Linked DNA regions of Oryctolagus cuniculus: region 1 is linked to region 2. Evidence: chromatin contacts called from public Hi-C data. All regions are on one chromosome and are shown on one strand. Each heading gives the region's core, a stretch centred on a gene start, on an enhancer-like site or on the middle of the called end of the contact. The rest is flanking DNA. Distances are from core to core; before and after follow the strand shown. Region 1 holds the start of GLI3 (GLI family zinc finger 3). Region 2 overlaps GLI3 (GLI family zinc finger 3).

Region 1 (6,790 bases), core at 3,756-6,255, 64 kb after region 2:
ATTTGAATAAAATTGTACTCATCTCCCATTATTTCACTGATTTAATTTTGTGATACAAAATTATACAAACAATCAAATGCTTGTGTTTTTTTACTCCTGTGCCACCCCCCACACGTCCCCTGTTCCCTCCAAAAAAAAAAAAAAAAAAAAAAAAAGCCCCTCTAGCTGTTGCAGGCCAGCAATCAATCCAATTTACTGCAGGTACAATTTATATGTACAGCGCATGCCACAACAAAACCACAGTATGATGCCAACACGGCCCTTAAGAAAGTTTTCCCCTAAATCTCTGGAAAGGAGCTTTGAAAGAAAGCAAGGATTACAGTCAGCTAGAAGGTAGGGAGGGGACTTACCTCAAACCCAGCCAGGCGGAAACCAGGGCAGTAATTCTACAAGTCGACAGAGTACACTTTCAAAGCTATAATGGTGTGAAGAGTGCTGGGCAGCATGGCCTGAAGGCAGCACTAATACACTGATGACTAATGGCTGGGCCGGGGCAGACAATGAATTTGGGGCTTGAAAACTAACAGAAACCATGCAGTACTTTGACAAATGGGCTTTCACAATTTCATTCATTGAATAACCTTTAAACACAAAATTGGCTCAGGTTCTCTTGGGAATGATATGACATGTTGTTGGACAATGTTGTAAGTATTTTCTTTTTTAATGATGACTCTGGTGCAAAATGCAAAAGCACCCTATATGAGGACACGACTGTAGATAGCACAGATGCAGATGTGGAGCTCAACACAATATTGCCTTTCAGGAGGGGGCTGAAGTGTTCCAATGCCACCTTATTAACTATGTAATGGCTTTTTCATTCAACTTCTTTAGAAAGCCATAGATTTTCTGAGACGTTTTGTCGGGTTGAAATATACACCCACAGAACAAAACACACTTTCACATTTAAAAAAAAAGGGGTGGGGGAAGGCAGTGGTAATGAGTAGCTTAAAAATTTGGCACTAAAATATCGAACATTGAGAATTACAAGTGGAAAAAGTCTAATTTTCAGGGGCTAGGCAGAGGAAGCGTGTCATAAAACAAGTGAGACACCATGTAAACTTTGCAATCAACTGCATTTACAAACACATTTAACATCCAATTTCTCCCAAACAGCTCTCCTCCCCCTTCCCTCCGTAACTAGCCTTTTGATTTAAAAATAATAATTTGGGCAATTTTTAAAGAGCGAATGAAATATCTAAAGTGTCTCTAAATTAACAAGTACCACTTACTCCAGACAGGATTGCCTTTAGCAGGTCCTAAAAACTTAAGAAAAGGATCTTAAAACAGGAAGCTTAGTGAGCTCATAAAACTGTTGTTGGAGCCAGGAACACATAGCATATTTAATCTGCAAACTGTGAGAGTCCACAGTGATTTCAGTAAGATCTGAGGCATGCCCTCAAGGTTTGCTGGGATCTGGGATTAGGGGGTTGATAAGAACCTCTACTGCCCATGGACATGTTTTTCTTCTGCAGTTAAACACAAATGCATGGAGACGTTTGACTGCTGCTTGGCGTTACTGCTCAAGTTATATAAAAGCTTTGCAGCTCCTTTTGCTGTCAATATATCAAAGTTTAAAAAAAATCATCAAAGTGTGAAATTTCATTTAAAGTCTTCGCCAGTCTACAGCTCTATTTCACAGGCCCATCAAATAAAAGTAAAGATGAAAAATACACTGAAAGTACTTGAAAAAGTTTGCAGCAGTATCCCAGCCCTGTTGTTGTTTATTCTGTCTCCCTGTATTTGCTTTGAAACTAGAACAGATCAATTTTCATCTAGAAAAATGACAACACAAACTGAAGGGCAGCATCTTCCTCTATGATTTAACGAAAATGCAACCTGAAGTCATTATTAGAGTGCGATCTTCTGTTTTACAAACATACACAGATACGTGTGTTTCCACATGCATACAGGAGAATGTCTCCTTTATAATCATCTCAGCATTTTAATTGCATCTCCCTGATATAAGTTGGCAGAAAATCTCTTGAATCTTCCAAAACAAATCAGACCGACCTCAGAATATGAATGCCAGCAAAACTAAAACCTCCTTCAAAGACTTCTTTAGCTGGGGATTTACAACAATTGCATAAAGAAGAAAAGTCTGACTTTTAAGATAATCTACTATAGTCTAAAAGCATTAACATTCCATTACTAAGGTTTTCCTGAGCATTTCATGACTCATTGATTCACTTTTCCTTCAAGTCTGGTTTTTCTTAGTATGTTACTGTCTCCTATAAGAGAGTGCATGCAACAATGATCATTAAATTGTTTCCTTTCATAAGCTCCCAAAGTCTATCCTCAAAAAAAAGGGGAGGGGAGGCCCTGGTAAGCAGGATCCCTTCCTTAGAAGGAAGGCAGGGAGCTCTAACTGCCTAGGAAGGCAGGAAGGCTGCAGGTAATTCACTGGCCAAGAAACAAAGGAAAGTCCAACTTTTAGGCTTGGGCATCCCATTGACAAATTAATGATTCTTTCATCAAATAAGTAATGAAATCACTCAACAGAGCCATTTTTCATGAGCACTGAGTGCTCTCATTTCTGTCTCTGGTCCTCTGCAACTTAAACACACATTAAAAGTGTGTTTATATCAGGGTTCAATACAAGAATACAAGCACGTTAAAAGCACCGGGAATTGGTAGGCATGTGAGTTAAACCCACTAGCCTATTAACAACAATGCCATCTATACCTTTTAAAGTGTTTCTGCCTGTGTGAAATTTCACTAGACACCTCTCACATTAGACTCACTCACGCATCTTAAACCAAAGCTCCTCTAGGCTGACTTGAAGAATCCTATACCCTGAAAGAATCTCCCCTTAGGCAGGGAATTTCTAATTTAAATAGCTTTTAGTATAAAATAAACCCTCTGCTCTGTATACATTTGCCATTCGAACTAATTTAAATGTTATTTCATGTTTGTTTTAGGTTGGACTGCAGTGGAAGCAGCCAAAGTGTTAGACCCATATTTCCTAACATAAACAAATTCCTCAGATACTTCACACAGTTTACGTTGTTAAAAACAATCACCACTGCCTTAATACCACCCCTCCACTGAAACACTGGTCTGCTCTAGAGACACGAAGAGATTTTTGAGGCTATTCCGCTATTTTAAAACACAGCATTTTCCCTCTTCAAAATAATCTTGACACATGTAATTAAGAAACTGTCAGACTACTATTAATTTTTAATTTAAAACCTAAATGAAATAATTACAGGAATCAATCAATAAGGCACCTAATTCAAATTAGGGAGCAATTACATAAATACTCAAAATTAATACTTTAGGCCAATTCTTGAAGATTTCGGCCTGTAAATGTGCTAAGGCATCAGACAACACACAAAGTGTAACACGCGGTGGAGGAACAGCTCCTGCCTCAACAGCCAGAAATGAGGTGCTTTCGGATGGCCACGGCACAGGCTCCCACCGGCCATGCCCAACGCGCTCCAGCTGGATTTCCTTCCTAAAAAGTTCATTTATTTACACCAGACATATTTCAGGGATCAAACGGCCTCATCCAAATTCTGTACAGAATCAAATTTAGGAAGGAAAGGCCCAATTGCTCGCATTTGGCGGCGAAATAAGCGCACCGTGCTCTGTCCGGAGAGGCAGCATGGAGGGAAAAGGAAGGAAGGGAGAAGGAGAGCGCGGGTGTTCCCAGGACCGTTCCTGCCAGCCCAGCCCCTGCATGCGCACGGCAGCCGGCCCTCCGCAGCCCTCACTAAAGCGCTCTTTGACTTGGAGACGCGGACAGTCCATCATTGCAAACTGAAGTGGCAGCTGGAAAATGTGGAACAGCTGGCAAGGAGCTGGGAGAAAATGTTTTACATAAATATATGTACATACAAACTGGCAGAGGGCCACGAGCACCGTCCCCGAGGCCCGTCTACACCAGGGAGAGGAGGATCAGGGCGCGCTAGGCACCGCGACGGAGAAACCTGCTCAGCGGTGCCTGCACGCGGGGTTAGCGAGGGAAGCCAGGGGCCCCGCGCCTCTCGGGGCTGGCATCTTCCTGCGGAGGCTGCATCTGGCAGTCGGCTGCAAAGTCGCGGCACAGGCTCCCCACGCCTGGGGTCGGCCCTGTCTCCCTCTGCACCTCCTCCCGCCCCGCCTCGGGAGCGTAACTGTCTCCGTAGAGGCATTCACACCCCATTCTGCGCCGTGCAAACGCGGCCTCTTAAAACTAGCAGTGCAAGGACCATGCTTACTTTTACATATGTGTGTGTATATGTATATATATATATATATACATATATATAATTTTTTTCTCTGCCGCCCCTGGAAAGGAAAAGAAATAAGAGTCCCAAATCACACACAGATGGTACAACTTTCACTTTTCCTCCATGACGAACGAGGCGCGCCTCTCCCCGCGCTCACACCAAACCCCCGCCCCCTCCCCGGCCGAGCCCCGGCTGCAGAAGCCCCGCGGCGGCGGTCCCCGCGCGCACCCACCGCGCCGCCCGCCTCTTTCCGCCCGTCCCAGGGCCGTGCGCGCCCGGCGCCGGAGCCCAGAGCGCAGAGGAGGGACCCAGGAGCCTGGGGGCTCGCGCGGTCCCTGCGAAGCCTCGGCCAGGGCGGGGGCAAGGGACGCAGCGGTGGCGGTCACGAACTTCTCGCCTCCCGGGCGCGCGAGATGGTCCCGTCCCTCCGCGGATGGCCGGGGCTCGGGCACTAGGGAGCAGGGCGCGAGTCAAACACCCACTCCGACGCCGCACGGGTGGCTCTCCTAACTCCCGGCGCCTCCAGACAGCCATTTTCCACCCGCTCCCGTTCCCCCCGCGCCGTGCGGGGACCCCCTCTGGCCCCAGAGGCGGGGGCGCGGCCGCAGGAGCCGGCTGCGGGGCCCGCGAAACAAAGAACTTCTGGCGGGACGTACCTGCGGCGGCGGCGGCTGTCAAGTCCCCGAACTTCCCATAGACCCGCGTCCCAGGCGCGGGCGGGCGGCTCCGGGCTCCGCGCGGTCGCGGGCGGCTCGGGCTACCGCCGGCGGCCGGGCTGGGCGCGGGGTGCGCCCGCCGCGGGCATGGTGCGGCGCGGACGGCCGCGGGGCGCGCGGGCCGGGCGGGAGAGCGGCGCGGGCGGCTGGGAGCGGCGCGAGCGCGCGAGGGCGAGTGTGCGAGCCGCCGGCGGCGCTGGCCCTGCCCGCTCCCGCCCGCCCGCCCGCCCGTGCGGCTCCGGCATCGGTTTCAGGGATCGTGTAATCCGATCCCTTCTGACTCACGGGCCCTGAGTGACAGTTCTGATTTGGTTCACCCGCGGGAGGGAGGGGAGAGGGAAAGAAAGAAACCCCCCCACTGTCTGCCCCTCCGGGCCTGCAGTCGACTTTCGGCAACGAGGTCCCATCCAGGCCTGCAGCCCCGCGCGGGGCGGAGGCGCCCCCCGCCGCGACCCCGCGCTACTCACGGGGCGGAAAAGTTGTCCCTCGGCTCTGCGCGTCCCTCCCGCGCGCCCCCGCCTGCCCCGCTCGCCTCCTCGTCCTCCTCCTCCCCGCGCTCCTCCTCCCCCAACTTTTCACAGATGTTGCCGGACTCCCGGCGCTGCCGCGCGCTCGCGCTCCGGCCGCCCCGCCCCCGCCCCGTCCCTTGTCTCGCCGCCACTCCCGGGCTCGGTGGGGACGCCGGCCGCCGCAGGGGGCGAAGTTGGGAAAACTTGGAGCGCGGCTTGCCTTACTTTTGCTTTCTCGCTCCAGGCAGGCCGCGCCGCGGGCCCACGCTGCCCCCGCCCGCTGGGTCCCCGCGCCCGGAGCGGGGCCCTGGTGCGATGCGGGCGGCGGCGGCGGCGGCGGCGGCGGCGAGGAGGAGGAGGAGGAGGCGGCGGCGGCGGCGGCGCCTCGCGGGCCGGGGGCTGCGGGGGGAGCCCGGGCGCTCCGAGCCACGCGCGCGCTCCCTCCCCGCCCTCCGCCCGCTCCGCCCGTCGCCCGTCTTCACACAGACACATTCATGCCTGCTCCTCCTCTTCCCCCTCCTTGACCCCGCGCCCGCTCGGCGCGCCGAGGCCCCACCCACCCGGCGAGGGGAAGGGGGCCCGGGCGTGATGTCAGCGGCGCCCTTGCCGCCCGCGCCCGCCGCACCGCCGGGACGCCCCCCGACCGCGCGCCCGGGCGCCCGCGCTGCGCCTTACCCGGGGCCGTCGGCTCCCCAGTCTTTCGCTCGCTCCAGGCAGGACTCCCCTTCGCTTAAGGCCTCGCAGATCCCCGGCGCTCCCTCAGCCTCCCGTTTCTCCTGGCCAACCCCGAAACTCTCTAGCGCGCGCGCGGGAGGATGCTTTTGGAAGTTCAGGGCTGGCCTCTCCACTGGGCTCGTCCGCCCTCGGGGCGTGGGGACTGCCACCGCACAACCTGCTGTCCCCATGGGCCACTTGGTAAAGGACACAGAAACAAAGACCCTGGGCTTGGAGCCTGGACTCCAACGTGCAGCTTTTCCCGGAGCTGCGGAGTGTCCCTGCCCTTGTGTTGTCAGCGGCCCGTGCTAGCACAAGTTATTTTCCCTCCTCCTCAAGTGGCCGGTCCACATTCAGCTGCTCCCTTTCAGTACACTCAGCCTGGACCTGTGGCTTAGAAAGAGAGAGAAAAAGCAGAGGCGCTCTCAGGGGGGAAGAGAGGAAGAAGCGGAAAGAAAGCAAAGACCCCCCTGGGACATTCCAGCGTCCCTTCCTGCTCTCTGGGGTAAGCGGAGACCCCCACCCCGCCAGCCACAAGTGCCATCGCTGCGGGAGAGTAGGTGCGGGAGTGCTGAAGTGTTGGGATTGGAGGAGCATTTTGAGATTCGAATGCTTCACTGGAGAAAAGCTAGCGGAATCG
Region 2 (6,985 bases), core at 787-3,286:
GTTTTCTTACTGTGCTTCCTCCTGCAGGTGGCTGTACTACACGTAGATGCTCATGAAATACTTGCTGCTTGCCTCATTTGGACAGGGAGCTTTTGTGAGCACCGAAGCACCACTGATGGACACGTGGACAAGAACTGGTCTACAAGTGATGGAAACAGGAAAGCCTAACACCCACATGTGCACATGCACACACCTGGATCACCTAACACCCACCCACGTGCACGTGCACACACCCAGATCACCTAACACCCACATGTGCATGCACATGCTCACACCCGGATCACCTAACACACACACATGTGCACATGCACACACCCGGATCACCTAACACCCACACGTGCACGTGCACACACCCGGATCACCTAACACACACATGTGCTCACACCTGGATCACCTAACACACACACGTGCACGTGCACACACCCGGATCACCTAACACACACACGTGCATGCACATGCTCACACCCAGATCACCTAACACCCACACACGTGATGTGCACACACCTGGATCACCTAACATACACACGTGCACATGCGCACACCCGGATCACCTAACACACACACACACGTGGTGTGCATACACTTGGATAACCTAACACACAACACATGTGTGCACATGCACACACCCGGATCACCTAGCACACACACACACATGCACTTGCATATGCACAGATCCTTCCTGTCTTCCTCTTCCCTCACATCTCACGCAGCTTTACATCACTTCTTTCTGAGGTCCAAGTCTGGCCCTGATTTCTGAAAAGCGATTTTTAAACTGGCATTAATATTTCTTTTTCAGTCTCAGCATGAATGGGGTGAGTGTCCTACATAGAGTTGGGCAATGAGTTTGCAGTCTCCTTTGGCTTTTGTGGAAAGATGCCCATTTATTCTGATTTAAAGGCAAGTAAATATTACAATACTCTCCAACCATTTTTTTCTGTCTTGTCCTGTCCTCCTTTCCTACCCATACTTGCTTCCCAAATGGATCTACCAGGGACCACCCAGAGCTTTTGAAACCAGTCTCTTTTCATGAGCACAAAGTGTTTTCTGAATCATTTCTTCCCCCAAAGTAGAAAGACGTTCAGAGAATTTGGGGGGAACAAGGTCATCTGAAGTGGTGCTGGGGAAGGGGCTGCCCCTTCCAGAGCAGGTGAGCAGGGGCAGGTGAGGAAGAACTGGAAGGGCTGTGGGACCCTTAGAACAGAAGCAGAGCACGTCCATTTGCATCCCCACAACTTGATGCTACTTTTAGTCATGCTGTGCTGGGCACATACTTGACCACTGCCACGTAGCTTTTGTTTCTGGTAACTTGCTGAGGCATTAGAGAAATCTTGGCCAGCCATGTTAAATCTACAAGTATATTCTGGCTTTATGTTTCTTCTGAAGGACAAAAAAAGCAATGGAAAGAAGATCCCTAGTGGTATTTGACTTAAAAATAATTAAATGCAGTATGGCTTCACGTGCCTATAGGATGAGACTGCCACACTTATACAAGGCATTAAAAGTCAAAATATGAGAGAATTTCAAGAAGTTTATGAAAAAAATGAGATTAAAAGTTTTTTAGGTGTAAAAAATTTCTGAAATCCATACAATGTGTTCATATTTATATACATTGTGTATACATACACTATATACAAAGTTTCACATTATCTATGTATAATATCTTCCATGGATATTTGAAGATTCCTTCAAAATATAAAACATAAACATTTTAAATGTCCAAAATCAATGGCAATTTTATTACATTTAAAGTCGAGAAAGGATGACCATCAACTGTTTATACCCGGATGACTCTGCCATCTCGCTTAGTCCACCTAAACCAGGAAATGCATCTATAACCAATGGGAAATTGACATGCAAATTCTCATCTCCTGATTCTCGTTTGCTGGGAACTCTCCCGCAAAACTGGGTCAGGCAGAGCCTGCACTGCATGTCAAAACTCCTTTCAACTGAATTCGTCTCTCCGCCAGACCCACAGACTTGGTCGGCTTCATCCCAAATGCCTGTTTATTCATTTCCTCCCCCTCAGAACGTGAAAAGCTCCGTGTTGTGGACCAGCTGGTGGAGTGGAGCAAACCCTCATCAATCAGCCCTGTGCAGACGCGCTGGGAGTCCGCGGTGCCTCTGCCCCGACACACAGGGAAAACAACCGAAGCACATTTTGGTTCACAAAAGCACATTCACATGTGCACAGACCTCCTCTTTCATCCGGCGGATCACAGCTCGTTTTTGATGAACTGTGCTCATCAACCACCCCCCAGGGCCGCACAGAGGGTGACGGCACGGGCGAGCAGGCTGGCTGCCAGGGTTCAAGGCCTGGCTCCGTGACTACACTCAGCTCCGGCTGGGGCGTGTCACTGAACTCCCCAGCACCATTTCTTCATCTGTAAAGTGTGGAGATAGCAGAGGGCTGGCAGGGAGCATCAAGTGAGTACACATGAGAAGCCGTCTATAGAAGCGAGCTCTCAGTAGCAGCACCTCCGACCCAGGCTGCCACGAGGTGTGTCTATGCGTGGGGGCCAAGTATCTTTCCTGCCTGATTTACATGAATTCAGGATGTCACGCCAGAGTCGCACCCTGTGTAACTTTTTCGAATCCGTGAAGTTTCCACAGAGACCCTGAGGCCAGCTGATCACAGACTTGGTAAGCCTGAGTTTCTGCAACCAACAAAGTGACAAATGCTTTCAATGAAGCCATTCACTGGCGTTGCCAGTGTGAATGCAGTGCACAGGACGAGCCCCCGCATGCGTGACTCCCGCACCTCAGCCTTCTCCTGTGAGGCCTTGGTTTCCTCGCTGTGAACAACAGGAGTAACAGGAGCCTCCCTCATAAAACTCTGCAGGGAGAAAATACGTCAAAGAAAAAGCACAGACACAAAACTCATGCAGTCCTCTATGCGAGAAATTGGATTCCAGCTTACTCACCACAATATATAACACTAACAACAGTAACAATGGCTATTGGACATTAGACTTTTACATCTTTGATCTCCTTAAACACTCACCACAAGCTTATGAGTCTCATCTTATCCACGAGGAAACCAAAGCTTAACGGGTGTAGGAACTTCCCAAAGGTTGCACAGTGGAGTCAGAACTTGCACCCGCCCATGTCTGCCTGACCCTAGAGCCCACACACCTCGGGATGGTCTGGCCCCTGGACAGTGCTCGTATTTGCACCAAGTCTGAATGTGTCTACTGAGTTCACGCCACAGATACCATGATGCGTGAGGATGGCCACACAATCAGCGATGGGGACCAACCAGGGGACAAAGGTTCATGCAAGCCTGTCACAGAGTCCTATTTCAATCTGACTCAACGTAACTCCTACTCTATTTAGTCCACCTACCCTGCAGCAGACCCAGAGATATCCCAAAAGATCCGCCAGGATGCCCAAGGCCGCTGAGTTCCGAGCAGAGGTACAAGGAATGCCCCATCACTATGCTGTGTGGCACTTGGCCTTTGGGCCCTGATGTGTCCTGCATAGGTTCACAGGTCACACAAAAGCCTCTGCAGAAACACAGCTGCAGCTCAGGTTTCTAAACCTTCTCCCCTGCCCCTACCTGGGACCAAAACTAGCCCAGGGGCCAGCCCTCCTGAGAGCATCTTTTCTCTCCTGCCCCCTCACAGACACACACATTCACATCTGATGCTGTCATTCCCAACTCCTCTCTTTCTCCAGGTACCTGGCCCAGAAGAACTCCTCTTTCAATCAGAAGAAAGACAAGACTTCAATTCATGCCAACCAATGCCTGGAGAGGCACTGCCTGCTGTCTGCCCCAGTACCCAGACTCACCCCACAGTCTGAACGCAGCGGGGATCATCTGCTTCCTCACCGTGTATGTGCTCAGGACAATCTGCTTCTTCAGCCCTGGGCTACCATGAAAAATCAAGGGCCCAAAACTTAATTTGCTGAGTGTTTCCCTCAAAGGATCCATTTCCCAAATCTTCCGCTAGGTGTCCTGTCTACCTTTGGACATCAATCAAGAGTAGAATATCAACGACCCTCTTCTGCAGCCCAGCCAGCAACTCAATCTCCCCTTGCTCCCAAATACCTCCCAAATTTCCAAGCAGTATCCAAGAAAGCATACCGTAAAAGAAGAAACTGAGAAGGGCTGATGTTCACTTACTCATTCATCCCTGTTGCATTCACTTATTTACTGAGCACCCTACTTTGCGATACAAGGTATTGATGGAGGTGCTGTGGCTCCCCAGTGGTGGGGCAGCTAGTCCTCCCTTGGGAGCTCACAGGACCCTGAGACAGCAAACATTCTCCTGGAGGAGAACAGGATGATGAGAAGAGAATGACCCAGCGCCGGGAGGGAATATCCGTGAAAGCTGCAGCAGATCCTCAAACTGAACACGGAGCAACATCCAAAGCTACAGAGCTGGAAAAAGAGACAGGCCAAGGGAACAGTGAGCACTGACCTGCTTCCTCCCTGCAGCTTCCACCGGGACCCCTGCTTACAGTCACATCAACAAGAGCAAACCACAGGCCACAGTTAACTCCACAGCCATGTGGAAGTCCTTTGGACAGTGACCAAGACAGCGGAGCCATTGTACTGACCACTCTGACATATGTGTCCATTCCTACCCTCTAAGTAAAACTAAAAGAAGTGGCGTCTGATCTCTCAGGGACACACTGCCCCTATCAGGAAGACAAGTGAGCTAGTGCTTCGGTGGCACAAGGAAGAGTTCCACCAGACTGCACCAGAGCCTCTTCTTTCACGGCACTAATACAGACTGAGCTCCCGCCGTGTACAAGGGCCCAGTAATTACACCCTGGTCCTGGCACTTGAGCCCTATCAGCCAACAAAATAGACTCGAATCCCCATTGTTGGAGATCAGAGTTTAGCAGCAGGAAACAGACTGTATTTGTCAGCTGGCAGGGCTATGGAAAAACAAGAAGTTGAGTGGTGTTAGGTGGGACTGGCAGGCAGGTGACCAGGGAATCAGCGGAGGCAGCAATGGCAGGTCCCACTGAGAAACCAACACTGAGCACAGACTTAAAGGGGAAGAGGCAGTGAGCAGAACAGATATGAGGGAAGAGAATGGAGCAGCCAGAGAGAGAGAGACAGTGAGAGGCCCTGAGGCAAGAGTTTTCCTGGTGTGTTTCAGGAACAGCCAGCTAAGGGGCAGAGCAGCTACAGGGAAGGAGTAGGAGGGACGGAGGGTGCAGGACATTGAAGGCCACTGGAAGGACTTTTAAGTGAAAGAGGGACCCATGTTTGAGTTTTGAGCAGCAGAGTGGCATAACCTAAGATTTTGAAAGGCCATCTATAGTTCAATGTTGACAACAGAATGCAGGGAAATAAGAGACAAGATGGAGAGAATGAAGGCTTTTGTGCCACCCAGGAAAGAGTTGATTCGCAGGTTTACAAAGACAAAGTAGATGGAATTTCCTAATAAGCAACACTTGGGGCGCATGGTTGGGTCGGGGAATAGGGTTCCACCATTTAGGGCCTGAACAACTGGCAGGGTAGCCTCCCCACTGACTGGGCCGGCAAATGTGAAGGTCTGGAAGAGGCTAGAGGGCACCTCCATCTCCCAGTGCCACATTCAAGGCATCTCTTGGCTAGCAGAGCAGAAATGTCTAATGGGCAGCTGATACACAAGTGTGAGTCTTGGAAGGGAGACCTCTGGTAGAAAAAAACTGGGATGGATGAGCCAATGAGCTGTAAATCAAGCCATAAAACTGGCTGATACCACTCAAGTACAGAGGGGACAGAGAAAGAGAGAAAAGGAAGAAAAGGATGCAAAACTACACTGTGGAGGACAGATGTGATGTTCACAGAGGTGCCTCCTGACACTGGAGGAAATGACAGAGAGAGCTGCTGGTTCACTCCCCAAATGCCTGAAACTCCAGGGGTGGGCCAGGACTGGAGCCAAAACTGGGAACTGCATCCAGGTTTTCCAGGCACGGGTGATCCGTAAAGACCATACACCAGGGGTGGGGGCATGCAGAGCTGTGTCCAGTGCTTCGGCCATGCCAAGTATGATAAGAACTGAAAACTGACCACTGGGCTGAGTGACATGAGGGTGAATGGGAGCTTTGACAAGGCCATTTTCACTGAGCAAGTGATCAGGACAAAAGCTAGAGAGGATGAGAAAGAGAGGGGCTGATGAGAAGACATTGACAGTGAATGTGAATGACTTCTTGAAGATCTGCTGCAAAGAGGAGCAAAGTTATAGGAGCCGCAACTGGCAGAGGCTGGAACAGAATCAAGTGCCCGAGAAGAAAGACAAGACAAGTGACACAGAAGGGAGTGGGGAGCAATGGCCTGAAGAAGGTGAAAGGAATGAAACCCAGGGTACATTTGGAAGAAGGGGCTGGAGACAGAGGCCAGTTCCTCCATGGTGACTGATGGGACAGCAGAGCATATGGGTTCAGGCACCATGGGATCGAGTGCTGCAGTAGTGAAAGGCTGTGAAAGCTCTCTTCATTTGCCTTCACTTATCTCAGTAAAAGCAGCAAGTGAGAGGTGGGCATTTGGCCTACTGGTTGAGACACAGCTCGGGTTGCCTTCATCCCATATCAGAGTGTCTGGCTTTGAGTTCTGATTTTGCACATGATTCTAGCTTCCTGCTAATGCAGAGCCTAGGAATAGGTCCCTGCCATGCACAGGAGAAACCTGGATTGAGTTCCCCGTTCTTGGTGCCAGTCTTGGCCCACACCCTTGGCAGCTGGAGGCATGTGGGGGAGCGGACCTGCAGTTGAGAGCTCTTTCTCCCCTCTCTCTCTCTCTGCTTCTCAGTTAAGTGCATATTTTTTAAAGAGGCAAACAGGCTTATCAGGTGAGCAATGAGGAGGAGCAGTTGTTGCAGATACAAAAGATAGCAGAAAATATGAAACAATCTTCCAGAAAGAATGAGAAAGGCAAAGAACTGGAGAAGCATACTTCCAGGAAGTTACATCACATCCTTGAGACCCAAAAAAGTATAATTACCCTGCCTATTGTCGTCTACTTAATTATACAGCCTCAAAAAGCTTT

What was found. A called contact is a pair of places that touch in the nucleus more often than the background predicts.
Region 1: a Hi-C map of embryonic fibroblasts shows a contact between it and region 2, with 2.9 times the contacts expected there. The contact joins the promoter of GLI3 here to the enhancer-like site in region 2. A contact is called at or near these places in 2 of 6 Hi-C or Micro-C datasets (embryonic fibroblasts and psoas muscle).

The regions. Positions count from the first base shown.
Region 1 is chr16:32,226,021-32,232,810 of mOryCun1.1, forward strand. It overlaps GLI3 (GLI family zinc finger 3), which reads right to left and starts at 5,006. Exons shown (of 15, transcript XM_002713771.5): 1 at 4,868-5,006.
Region 2 is chr16:32,165,480-32,172,464 of mOryCun1.1, forward strand. The region is part of intron 2 of GLI3 (GLI family zinc finger 3); the gene reads right to left. Among named protein-coding and RNA genes, the nearest start is that of GLI3, 62 kb to the right of the region's middle. Within about 2 kb of position 2,037, at least 2 of the 8 cell types and tissues checked have an H3K27ac peak or open chromatin away from gene starts, as enhancers often do.